Regions from separate parts of the Mus musculus genome. Here all the other regions are linked to region 3. A link is a contact called in public ChIA-PET and HiChIP or PLAC-seq data. All regions are on one chromosome and are shown on one strand. The core of a region is the stretch at or near the end of the contact, and the rest is flanking DNA. Distances in the headings are between cores, read along the strand shown. Region 1 overlaps 1700055D16Rik (RIKEN cDNA 1700055D16 gene). Region 2 has its middle 7.5 kb from the start of Gm52921. Region 3 overlaps Mansc1 (MANSC domain containing 1).

Evidence for each region. ChIA-PET counts read pairs in DNA pulled down with a chosen protein or histone mark. HiChIP or PLAC-seq counts read pairs in DNA pulled down with a chosen protein or histone mark.
Region 1: a contact with region 3 is called in a FOXA1 HiChIP or PLAC-seq map of pancreatic cancer cells. The contact joins two enhancer-like sites. A contact is called at or near these places in 2 of 39 promoter capture datasets (hippocampal neurons and neural stem cells), 5 of 484 Hi-C or Micro-C datasets (the HL-1 cell line and embryonic stem cells), 6 of 115 datasets of contacts at active chromatin or transcription factors (bone marrow-derived macrophages, embryonic stem cells, fetal liver and 2 more) and 2 of 9 other capture datasets (adipose tissue and liver).
Region 2: a contact with region 3 is called in an ESRRG ChIA-PET map of liver, with 8 times the contacts expected there. The contact joins two enhancer-like sites. A contact is called at or near these places in 2 of 39 promoter capture datasets (the 3T3-L1 cell line and hippocampal neurons), 5 of 15 datasets of contacts at CTCF or cohesin (CD8 T cells, the NIH/3T3 cell line, embryonic stem cells and 1 more), 62 of 484 Hi-C or Micro-C datasets (2-cell-like embryonic stem cells, the C2C12 cell line, CD8 T cells and 34 more), 24 of 115 datasets of contacts at active chromatin or transcription factors (the NIH/3T3 cell line, SST interneurons, craniofacial prominence and 17 more) and 4 of 9 other capture datasets (adipose tissue, embryonic stem cells, liver and 1 more).

The regions. Positions count from the first base shown.
Region 1 is chr6:134,818,313-134,821,485 of GRCm38.p6, reverse strand. It overlaps 1700055D16Rik (RIKEN cDNA 1700055D16 gene), which reads right to left. Exons shown (of 2, transcript NR_151454.1): 2 at 66-1,103. Among named protein-coding and RNA genes, the nearest start is that of Crebl2, 10 kb to the left of the region's middle. Within about 2 kb of position 1,530, at least 33 of the 459 cell types and tissues checked have an H3K27ac peak or open chromatin away from gene starts, as enhancers often do. A contact at or near this core is called in the HL-1 cell line, neural stem cells and pancreatic cancer cells, where this site is marked.
Region 2 is chr6:134,441,960-134,445,116 of GRCm38.p6, reverse strand. No RefSeq gene overlaps it. Among named protein-coding and RNA genes, the nearest start is that of Gm52921, 7.5 kb to the left of the region's middle. Within about 2 kb of position 1,691, at least 61 of the 459 cell types and tissues checked have an H3K27ac peak or open chromatin away from gene starts, as enhancers often do. A contact at or near this core is called in the C2C12 cell line, granulosa cells, hepatocytes and 1 more, where this site is marked.
Region 3 is chr6:134,613,488-134,616,968 of GRCm38.p6, reverse strand. All of the region lies in intron 3 of Mansc1 (MANSC domain containing 1), which reads left to right. Among named protein-coding and RNA genes, the nearest start is that of Gm38910, 7.2 kb to the right of the region's middle. Within about 2 kb of position 1,793, at least 70 of the 459 cell types and tissues checked have an H3K27ac peak or open chromatin away from gene starts, as enhancers often do. A contact at or near this core is called in the C2C12 cell line, the HL-1 cell line, granulosa cells and 4 more, where this site is marked.

The DNA.
Region 1 (3,173 bases), core at 281-2,780, 200 kb before region 3:
AAATTCTTTCCACACTGTGGATGCTTTTTTTCTTTTAATTTATTTATTTTATGAGGTTGTGAGCCACCATGTGGTTGCTGGGATTTGAACTCAGGACTTTTGGGAGTCAGTGCTTTTAACCGCTGAGCCATTTCTCCAGCCCCATGGATGGTTTTTATAAACTTAGTCATACCTGTCCAAGACGAATGGCACTGCTTTGCAAAGGTCTTTCTAATGGCTAAACCTTATTGTTGAAGATATAACACACGTTGGTTGCAGGACATGAAGAAATCAATGAAGGACTGACCTGAAAACCTTTTCCCTGCTGGTCATGTTTCACAGTGCTGGAAGATACTCTGCAGCCCCACTAGGGAAGAAGAGCCATCAGTGGATTTACCCAGCAGTGGATCCTGCATATTACAACGCCGGCCTGCCAGGCAAAGTGTGCCTACCTGTGCAATAGCAGCATAGCTACTGTGGAGATAACCAACTGTTTCCTGCTTAGATTTGAGGAAGGAATTCTCTCTACAGGAGACAATCCATGCCTGGTACTATGGTCTAAAGCTCATGGCTATAGAGGAACCTCTACTCTTATTTGCTAAATGGACATGCTGTCAAACAGCCTTCTAAAATATTTACATTTATAACCATACATTAGTGCTGCTCTCAACCTGATTACTGGTCAAAATGCTGAGGATAAGGGACTCTTGAGAGCTCACCCCCAAACGGGACGTTTATATCAGTCCTACAACCCCTCCACCCACAACTCAAGGACTGTCAAGGAAGATGGGGCAGAAATAACGCAAGAGTGGAAGGTCAGGGAGGGGTGCTGTGAAATGCTTTTATGGGCATGGCATGGCTATGGCACTCATGAGCTCACAACAGCTGTGCTTACCAGCACAAGACCTGCATGAGATCAAGTCAGTCAACATTCCAGCCTGGAGGGGAGAGGAGTTCACGAGGCTTTCCCACAGCCGAGGAACTGTTGGCAATCCACAAGTTCAATTGATGAGCAGGAGAGTCATTTTTCTTTAGGAGTGTGTCTATTGTTACGTTACCCAGGCTCCAGTGGATGGCTCCACAGTCATGTGCATGCAGGCAGTGCTAGCCAGACTCAATAGGCTCTAAAAAGAAAGACAGGAAGGTAGGAAGAGAAAATATTAGGGAAACCCAGAGGAGTAGCCATGGGGATTTCTGTTGGATACAAACAAGATACATTGTATACATGTTTGAAATTGTCAACTTGTCAAAGAATAAATTTAAAATATTCAAAACATACTCAACACACACACACACATTCACAACAAATGCACACATAGAGAGAAAGGTCTTAGTGCAATATGATGATATAATGCCTGTGATTTCAGAGCTCAGAAGGTAGAAACAGAACGACCAAGAGCAGCCTTGACAGCACGAGACCCTGTCTCAAAACACTCTAGTTAAATCAATAGGATTTTGCCACCCAGTGGAGTTTTCCTCACTGCTCTTCCTAGGGTGCTCACCTGAACTGTTTCTGCTGCATCTCTTCATGTGACGGATGAGTCACGGCTTTGCTACCCTGATTTGTTTGTTTTTATAGTACTGGTGGTTGAACAAGAGCTTTGTGCATGCTAAGCAAGCTGTTCCAACTGAGCCACGTCCTCAGCCTTTTTGTTTGTTTTGAATCTAAGAATGAAGAATCTAGCTCTTTTGCTCTCCCTCTCCCTCTCCCTCTCCCTCTCCCTCTCCCTCTCCCTCTCCCTCTCCCTCTCCCTCTCCCTCTCCCTCTCCCTCTCCCTCTCCCTCTCCCTCTCCCTCTCCCTCTCCCATCTCCATCTCTCTCTCTCACTGGCTTTCTCTCTTTTACTCTTTCTCATTCTGTAGACCAGTGGCCTTGAACTCACAGAGATCCTAGGATTAAAGGCATGCTCCACCACGGCCAGGCAAATAGTCTCTTTTTATACCTGTTTTCAGACTTGGTTTGACCAGATATCATCATCATCATCATCATCATTGTCATCATCATCATGAGTGTGAGTGTGTGTGTGTGTGTGTGTGTGTGTGTACACACGAGTGAGTACAGACGCCACAGTGTGCATATGGAGATCAGAGAGAACTTTGTGGAGCTGAGTCTCTTCTACCTTTCTGTGGGTTTGAGAGTCACACTCAAGCTATTAGGCTTTCATAGCAAGAACTTTACTGTCTGAGCCACCTTTTGGGGCCCAAACTGGTATTTTTCTAGAGCTTTCTGCTAAAAATTTTGGACAAGTAAATACAGAACTCTTCAGGGGTTTTGCATAGTTAAGTTTGTCCTTCCTTCCTTCCTTTCTCCCTCCCTCTTTGGTTTTGTTTTTTGAGAGAGGATTTCTCTTTGTAAGAGCCTTGGCTATCCTGGAACTCATATGCCAGGCTGTCTTAGAACTCCCAGAGACCCGCCTATCTCTGCCTCCCAAGTGCTGGAAATAAAGGCCTGTACCGAAGCACATACTTTCTATTGCCAGTGAACTTTGTTTCTTTTTGTTCTTTAGTTATTTAAATAATCACTATGTTTCCCTAATAAGAGAGAATAGTCAGAACTAATTAGTTCTGCTACAGGGCTCATTTTGTAATACAGCATGAGGCTTTATTTATTTATTTATTTATTTATTTATTTATTTAGAACAGGGTTTTATGTAATCCTGAATGACCTTGAACCTGCTATGTATCTGAGGATGATGTTGGGCTCCTGGTTACACAGCACCTAGCTTAACAGGAATTTTAAAGTGTGTGTGTGTGTGTGTGTGTGTGTGTGTGTGTGTGTGTGTGTGTGTGCTTATTATATGTGAGGGTGTTTATGTGGACTTCAGAGGACACCCTCTGGTATAACTGCTTGATTTCAGCTGGCTTGAGCCAGGGTCTCTTGTTTGTGGTTTCATATGCTAGGCTAGCTGTTCCACAGGCTTACCAGGATCCCCCTGTTGTTTCTTCCCATCTCCCTTTAGGAGCTCTGGGATGACCTAGCTTGTGTCAAGTTGAATAAAACGTAAATATGCTTAAGCACTTTCCCATCTCCCCAGCCATCCATCTCCTTTATAAACTGTCTTGATGCTGGGGAAGGAACCCAGACCTATAGATAACACTCTACCTCGGTGTGACATTCCAGCCCCTGGTATTGTGCTTCTTTATTCTTTGTTGTTGTTGTTTGTTTGTTTCTAGACAGGGTGTCTCTGTGTAGC
Region 2 (3,157 bases), core at 442-2,941, 170 kb after region 3:
CTTACAGCGTGAGCCACACGCACAAGCACACCACACTGGGAGTGGCTGCGAGTTTTGAGTAGCCTGTTCCCGGTGACACACCTCTTCCAACAAGGGCACACCTTATCCTTCCCAAACAGTTCCACCAACTGGGGACCAAGCATTCCAATATATGAGTCTATGGGGGTCATTCTCGTTCGAACCACCACGATTGTTCAGTCATGTCTGCGTACACTTATGTTTTAGATTTTCTTCATTTTGATTTTTTGGGGGAGTTTGTAGGGGGCTTGTTCTTCATTTGTCCTGAGGCAGGGGTTCATAAATCAGGCTGACCTTGAACTCGAGTCTGCCTGTGTCTGCCTCCGGAGTACTTGGTTAAAAGTGTGCCTTGTCAAGCCTTTACCGACATGCCTGGCTCTGTGTTCCTTATTCAGTTTATAACTTTCTGATTTTTTTTTAAAATTATTCTTTGAGTGATGAGTCACACAAAAGTATGCTCAATTTCTAAATATTTGGAGGATTTCCATTGTTTTGTTATTTTAAAACTCAATTCCATAAAGGTCAGATTTAAGTTTTACATTTTTTTGAGACTTGTTTTATGGGCCAGACGGTGGTGGTGACAATGCTTGTTTCTCAAGCTCCTGAAGAGAATGTGTACTTTGCTGGTTGGCGGGTTTAGCTCCAAAAGTCGGTGGAATCTCTCATCTTTTCAGTATCCTGATGGATTTTCTGTCATCTCCTGTTTCCAAAAAGAGTTGGAATCACCAAACATCCCTGTGGCTCTGCGTGTTTTATCTTTTTTTTTTTAAGTTTTTGCCTGCATGTAATAGAATTGTTACATTCTCAAAACACGTTCACCCTTTAGCATCGTGTACGGCTTCTCTGTCCATGTGTTCTTTGAAGTCTACTTGTCTGACAGTAATACTCCAGCACACAGCTTCTTGGTACTCCTGTGTATGCTTTTCTGTCCTTTCATTTCCTTTCCTTTGTGTATAGATTAAACAATTTAGAATAAATAAACAGCAGCTGAGGTGACTCAGTAGCTAGAGGCTCACTGGCTGCCAAGCCCAAGGACCTGCGTGGGACCAGCATAGTGGGAGGAAAGAAGTGACCCCTGCATTGCCATACACGTTAAACACATGTAAACAAAAATGGTAGCCCCACAGGCTTTGATGGGGTCTTTATTCTTTTGTTTACTTGTTTTGTGTGTTTTGAGACAGCCTTTGATGGCCTGGAGCTTGCTTTGTAGACCAAGTTGGCCTCACACTCAGAGATCTGCCTACCTCACCTTGAGAGTTGAAGTTAGTTGGAATTTATTCTTATCTGACTGTCTCTTCCCTTTAGTGGAAATGTTTGGCTGTTTCTCTAAAGCAGCTGTCATTGTGACTGTCTACTCCCCCTTTCCGTTCCTCTCTCCTTCCTCCTCCCTATTCCCTCCTCTCTTTGGAAACAGCCTTACTTTGTAATCCAGGCTACCTTTGAACTAGGGTCTTCCTGCTTTCCATTCCTGACAAAGGCTACACGTGTGTTCCACCATGTCCCGCTTTTAGTCTTAACTTCCTTTCCTCTGGCTTCTTTTGAGTTGGCTAACTATGAGTAGAGTTGCATGTCCCACACGGTCTTTCTGGCTGCTTTGTGGTTTACAGGGCTCGCTCCCTGACTGCTGTATTCTACCTGGAAGCAAGTTAGACCTGTTTGCCTGTGCTCTCAGAACGAACCTCAGAAGCAACACTTCCTGTTTCCTTCTTACCCTTTGTCCTCTCCACCCCTCTAACCTCTAAAGTTGAAATTAGGTAAACATTACCATCAGCCAAATAGCCGCACACACCTGTAATCCCAGCACTTGGGAGGTAGAAGCAAGATCGGGAATTCAAGGTCATCTCAGCTATGCACAGTGGGAGGTCAGCCTGAGCTGTGAGATACCCCGTCACAGTGACAAGCCTTACAACCAGTTTTAAATGTACATGTCCATGGTATTAAACATTCATAATGTTTCCACTCATTTCCGTAACTTTATTCGTTGTGCGAAGCTGAGCTAGCTTGGTGGGCTTTACCTGTAAGCCTGGACTGTGTGGTGAGAAATCCTGTCACCAAAATAAACAAAAAGCAAATGATAAAAATAGCTATGATGAAAAACAAGGGGCTGGTGAGATGGCTCAGTGGGTTAGAGCACCCGACTGCTCTTCCGAAGGTCCAGAGTTCAAATCCCAGCAACCACATGGTGGCTCACAACCATCCGTAACAAGATCTGACTCCCTCTTCTGGAGTGTCTGAAGACAGCTACAGTGTACTTACATATAATAAATAAATAAATAACAAAAAAAAATTTAAAAAAAAAAAAAAAGAAAAACAAAAAAACTACTCATCAAAATAACCCCCGTCTGCCGTGCCTGGAAGCCTCCATTCGACTTCCTTGTCTAATAGGATCTACGTTAGCCCTTCAAATGAGTGACAGGATAGATGCCTCTCTGCCACTCACCTGTGTCACTTGGCATGATGCTTTCAAGGTTTTGTAGGATGTTAGAATTTTCTTCCTTTTTTCTTTTTTTAAGGCCAAATAATATTTTAAATGTACCAAACTTTTGTTTATCCAGCTGTTTCTTGAAGGGCAATTGGATAGTTTGAGTATTGTAGGTGTCGTGGAATAACAGTGCTGTGAACGTTAGTTTCAAGGACTGGAGAGATGATGACTCAGTGGCAAAGCACTTGGCCGTGCTGTTGAGAGTGGAAGTCTTGACTGAATGTATTGTTGACATGAACACAGCCATGTCAAGGACTCCAACACCTCAGACCCCATGGGTGACAAAGCCTTCCAGGGTGAGGCTCAAAGGGATGGCAAAGTTTTCCTCTGGTCCCTCTCTTTGAATGCTGACGGCGTGTGTGGATGCTATCAACCACAGCTTCCTCCTCCAGAATGGCTGCAGCCTGGGATGTTTCCCTATAGAGAACCCCTACCAAAAATTAACTCATCCTGCCTCCTTGTTCAACTAAAGCTACAAACCCACCTTCTTGTATGCATTAGGCATGCTGAGGTTTGGGGCTGCATTTGGTGGCCACTATAATGATCCAAGCGTACCCAATCCCAGCTCTTCTGTATGTGTGTCTGTCCTTTCTTCATTCCCTTGTTGCCCTGGTTAGGTCGATCCCTGAAGCCAGGCAGAGTTCAGCACTACTCAAG
Region 3 (3,481 bases), core at 544-3,043:
CACACTTTCTATATCCCAGGGATGAAGTGCTGAACATAAAAACCACAGTTCTAGTTTCTCAAGCTGACTTTTGGGGGAGCTGAGATGGTAGTCATAACACACGCTCGAGAAGAATGTGGAGGAGTCACAAGTGATGTGCAGGGTTAAGATAACCCCACAGAATAATTGCCAAGGTGGCCCCCTAAATTAGGTGATCGGTGAGGGTGTAACCCCTAGATTGAGATCTGGAAAGCCAGGGGCCAGATCTGAGGAGACAGAGAAGATCTCCCAGGACCATGATCCTTAGGTGGAATGGGTCTGGAATGTCTGAAGAGCAGACGTTCATTCTGAGCCCAAGAGGCGTAGTAAGCCATACAGAGTGTGTGGTGTGAGGAGGTAGGGAGTCCAGGTCACTCGTGCGTTTGACATCCAGAAGAGGAGGTAGGTTTTATTGTATATGGAGAAGGGAAATGCTGAGGGAAGTTTTGGGGTAGCCATGCTCCATGGTGTCTTTTAAAAAAATTCCTGTTACTATGTATGTGTGTGTGCGTGTGTGTGTGTGTGTGTGTGTGTGTGTGTGTGTGTGCACATGACCTGGCATGTGTGGAGGACAGAGAGAGCCTTATGGACTTGGACTTCTCTTTCCGCCTCTGTGTGCATTCTGGGTATCTTGCTCAGATCTCAGGTTGCCAGGTTTGCCATGTAGTCTAGCCTGGTCTTGACCTCAGAGAGCTCTGCCTACCTCTGTCTCTAGAGTGTTGAGACTCAGGCTGTGTGCTTCCAGTATGTCTTTAAGGAGACTTCTTAGAGCCCACCGGTGTCTCCTTTTAGAACTACTCTGAGGCCACAGGAGGTAGGAAAATGGAAAAACTGGTTCCTTGGGAAGTAAGATATAGGCAGAAGATGTCCAGGGAGATTAAAGGAGATAGAAGGAGGTAAGATTCCAAGGCTTGCTGGTAGCCAGGAAAATGGACACAAGGAGGCTGAGGTTTAGTTTTTGAATAGCACATCTGACAGGTGGGGCCACCATTTGCGAACTGGCTGATCTGAAGGACAGTAATGTTAGAGTCAGGAAGTAGAATAGAGTAAAGTGTTCCCCTTCTTGCCTGTTAAATTGAGGTACTTTGTGGGATGAACTGTCTGGAGCACCTGGGTGTGTGCTTTGTCTCCTGAGTGGGGGAGAAGGGATGCCTGAATTTTGTTCCAGAACCAGGGAAATCCAGTGTGCCAAACACTTCCTGAAATGGGTGCACAGAGCACAGATTGTTTGAATGATCTGCCATGGTGATATAAATTACAATTGAAGATTAACTTTCCCAATTTCCATAATATTTCTGTAGAGTTGATGGATTTATAGTGTATGAAAGAAGAAATACAAGATAAAGCTGCTGGCCAGTGGAGATGAGAGGAAAGGGAAGTGGGTCTGTGTAGGAACTTTGTAAGGATAAGAATAAGAAGGTAGATCTGGAATCAAGCTGTTCTGCTGGCAGCCACCAGGGGGCATCATGAGCACAGAGCAGGTTGAAGGATGGGTGGTTCTTGGCAGTGACACCCGATCCTGGTCACATGCGGAGGACAGTGTATTCATTCCTACAGGATGTATACAAGTTATGTTCTTAATTCAATTTATAAATCTATCGCGTTTGCGGGTTGAGTTCTTCCACTGATCATAAATTATCCTGTTTGAACTGAACTGAAATGTAAATATCTGTTCGGTGGTTTGTTTCTGAAGGAATTTTATTTCCTGTAACCAGCTGACTAATATTTACAGACTGACACTTTGAAAGATGACAGTGGACTCTGCTCGGGCTATAAACGCACTGCAGCTTCGCATTCATCTGTCTTTAATAGTTTTGCAATATATCTTTCTACCAAGCTCTGTAAGAATGGGAGAATTCAGAAATCCAATAAATTGGAAATCTATTTGCTTAGCTGGTTTCCAAGCAATAGCCTCTGGTTCTTTTTTTTTTTTTTTTTTTTTTTTTTTTAACTCAGCAAAATCCCTTGAAAAACGAAACTCTAAAGACGTTTAAGGCCCAGGGCTGTTTCCCAAGCCCCAGAGAGAAGCCCCGCCCAGTGCAAACAGCAGTGGGCGAGGTGGGAGGAGCAGGTGTGAAGGGTTCTGTGAGGTTCTAGGCTTTTTGCCAACATTTGTATCTTATCAGACCGGACTGGTGCTTGCTTTTTATTACAGCTGAGGTCACAGGTCTGAGAAAGCAAACAGCTGTTTCGGTCGTTCTTGTCAATGGATATAGCTAACTTACAGTATCAAACAGACCTCAGGTCAGTTAGCTAAATGGTCTTGCGCTCTCTCTCTCTCTCTCGTTTTTTATTTTAGAATAATATTTAAGTGTTTTATTATAACACTTTATTTATTTAGTGTGTGAGTGTGCAGAGCTGTGCTCACCATAGTGATAGTGATAGTGTAGAGGTCAGAGGACAACTTGTGGGAGTCCGTTCTCTCCTATCAGATCGGTCCAGGGGACTGAACTCAGGCCTTTCAGGCCAGGCTTGGCAGCCCTGCTGGGCCATCTAGCTGATGCCCCTCCCCCCTTTTAAAAATGAAACATGTTGAGGTATATTTGTTTCTTTTGTGTGCATCCTCCCTGGGGCCCATACATACTATAAGCTACACTCCCAGCCCTGAGTCCTCATTCTTACTAAATACCTTATGATACAGATGGTATGAATGTGACATCACCTGTAGTAGTTACACACACACATATACACATATATGAAGATACACACACATATGAAGTTACACACACACATATATACACATATATGAAGTTACACACACATATATACATATATATGTTGAGAAAGAGGAAAAAGGAATTGTCAGAGGAAAAAGGAAGCTCAAATATCCAGATTTTTGTGGGGGGGGGAAGTGAAGTGGTTTGAGACAGTCTATGTAAACCAGGCTGGCCTTGAACTCATTATGTAGCTGAGGGTGACTGTAAGTAAATTCTTGACCCTTCTACTTCCCAAGTGCTGGTATTAATGGCATCACTACAACACCCAGCCCCTACTTCCATTTTAGAATAGAGCGAGGTAGCCTAGAGCATATGTCGGGCAGCTTTTCTGTCTTGATGTCAAATAGTTCTTAGGTTTTGGAGGCCTGGGTTGAAGCGCTCTGGCTGTGTGCAACCAGTTATATCTATTCACCATTGACCTTTATTGTATAAAAGCTGCCATGGTGACCATATCAATAAATGAACACATTGGGCACCAGTAAAACTTGATTGAAGAGCAGTAACATTCAAGGAGTGTACGATTTTCACATGTCCAAAGTTGGTTATTTTCAGCCATTGAAAAATGTAAACTTCAGTCACAGCTTGCAGGGCACACGGAGGTAGATAGCAGGCTGGACTTGGCCACTGATGTCAAACCCTGTCCTAGATGAATGAAGTGATTCTTGTAAAGGTTCTTGTAGCCTGGTGGGACGATACACGTCAATAATGCCAGCAGGGTTGGGGCATGCAGATCTGGGGCTCAAGAT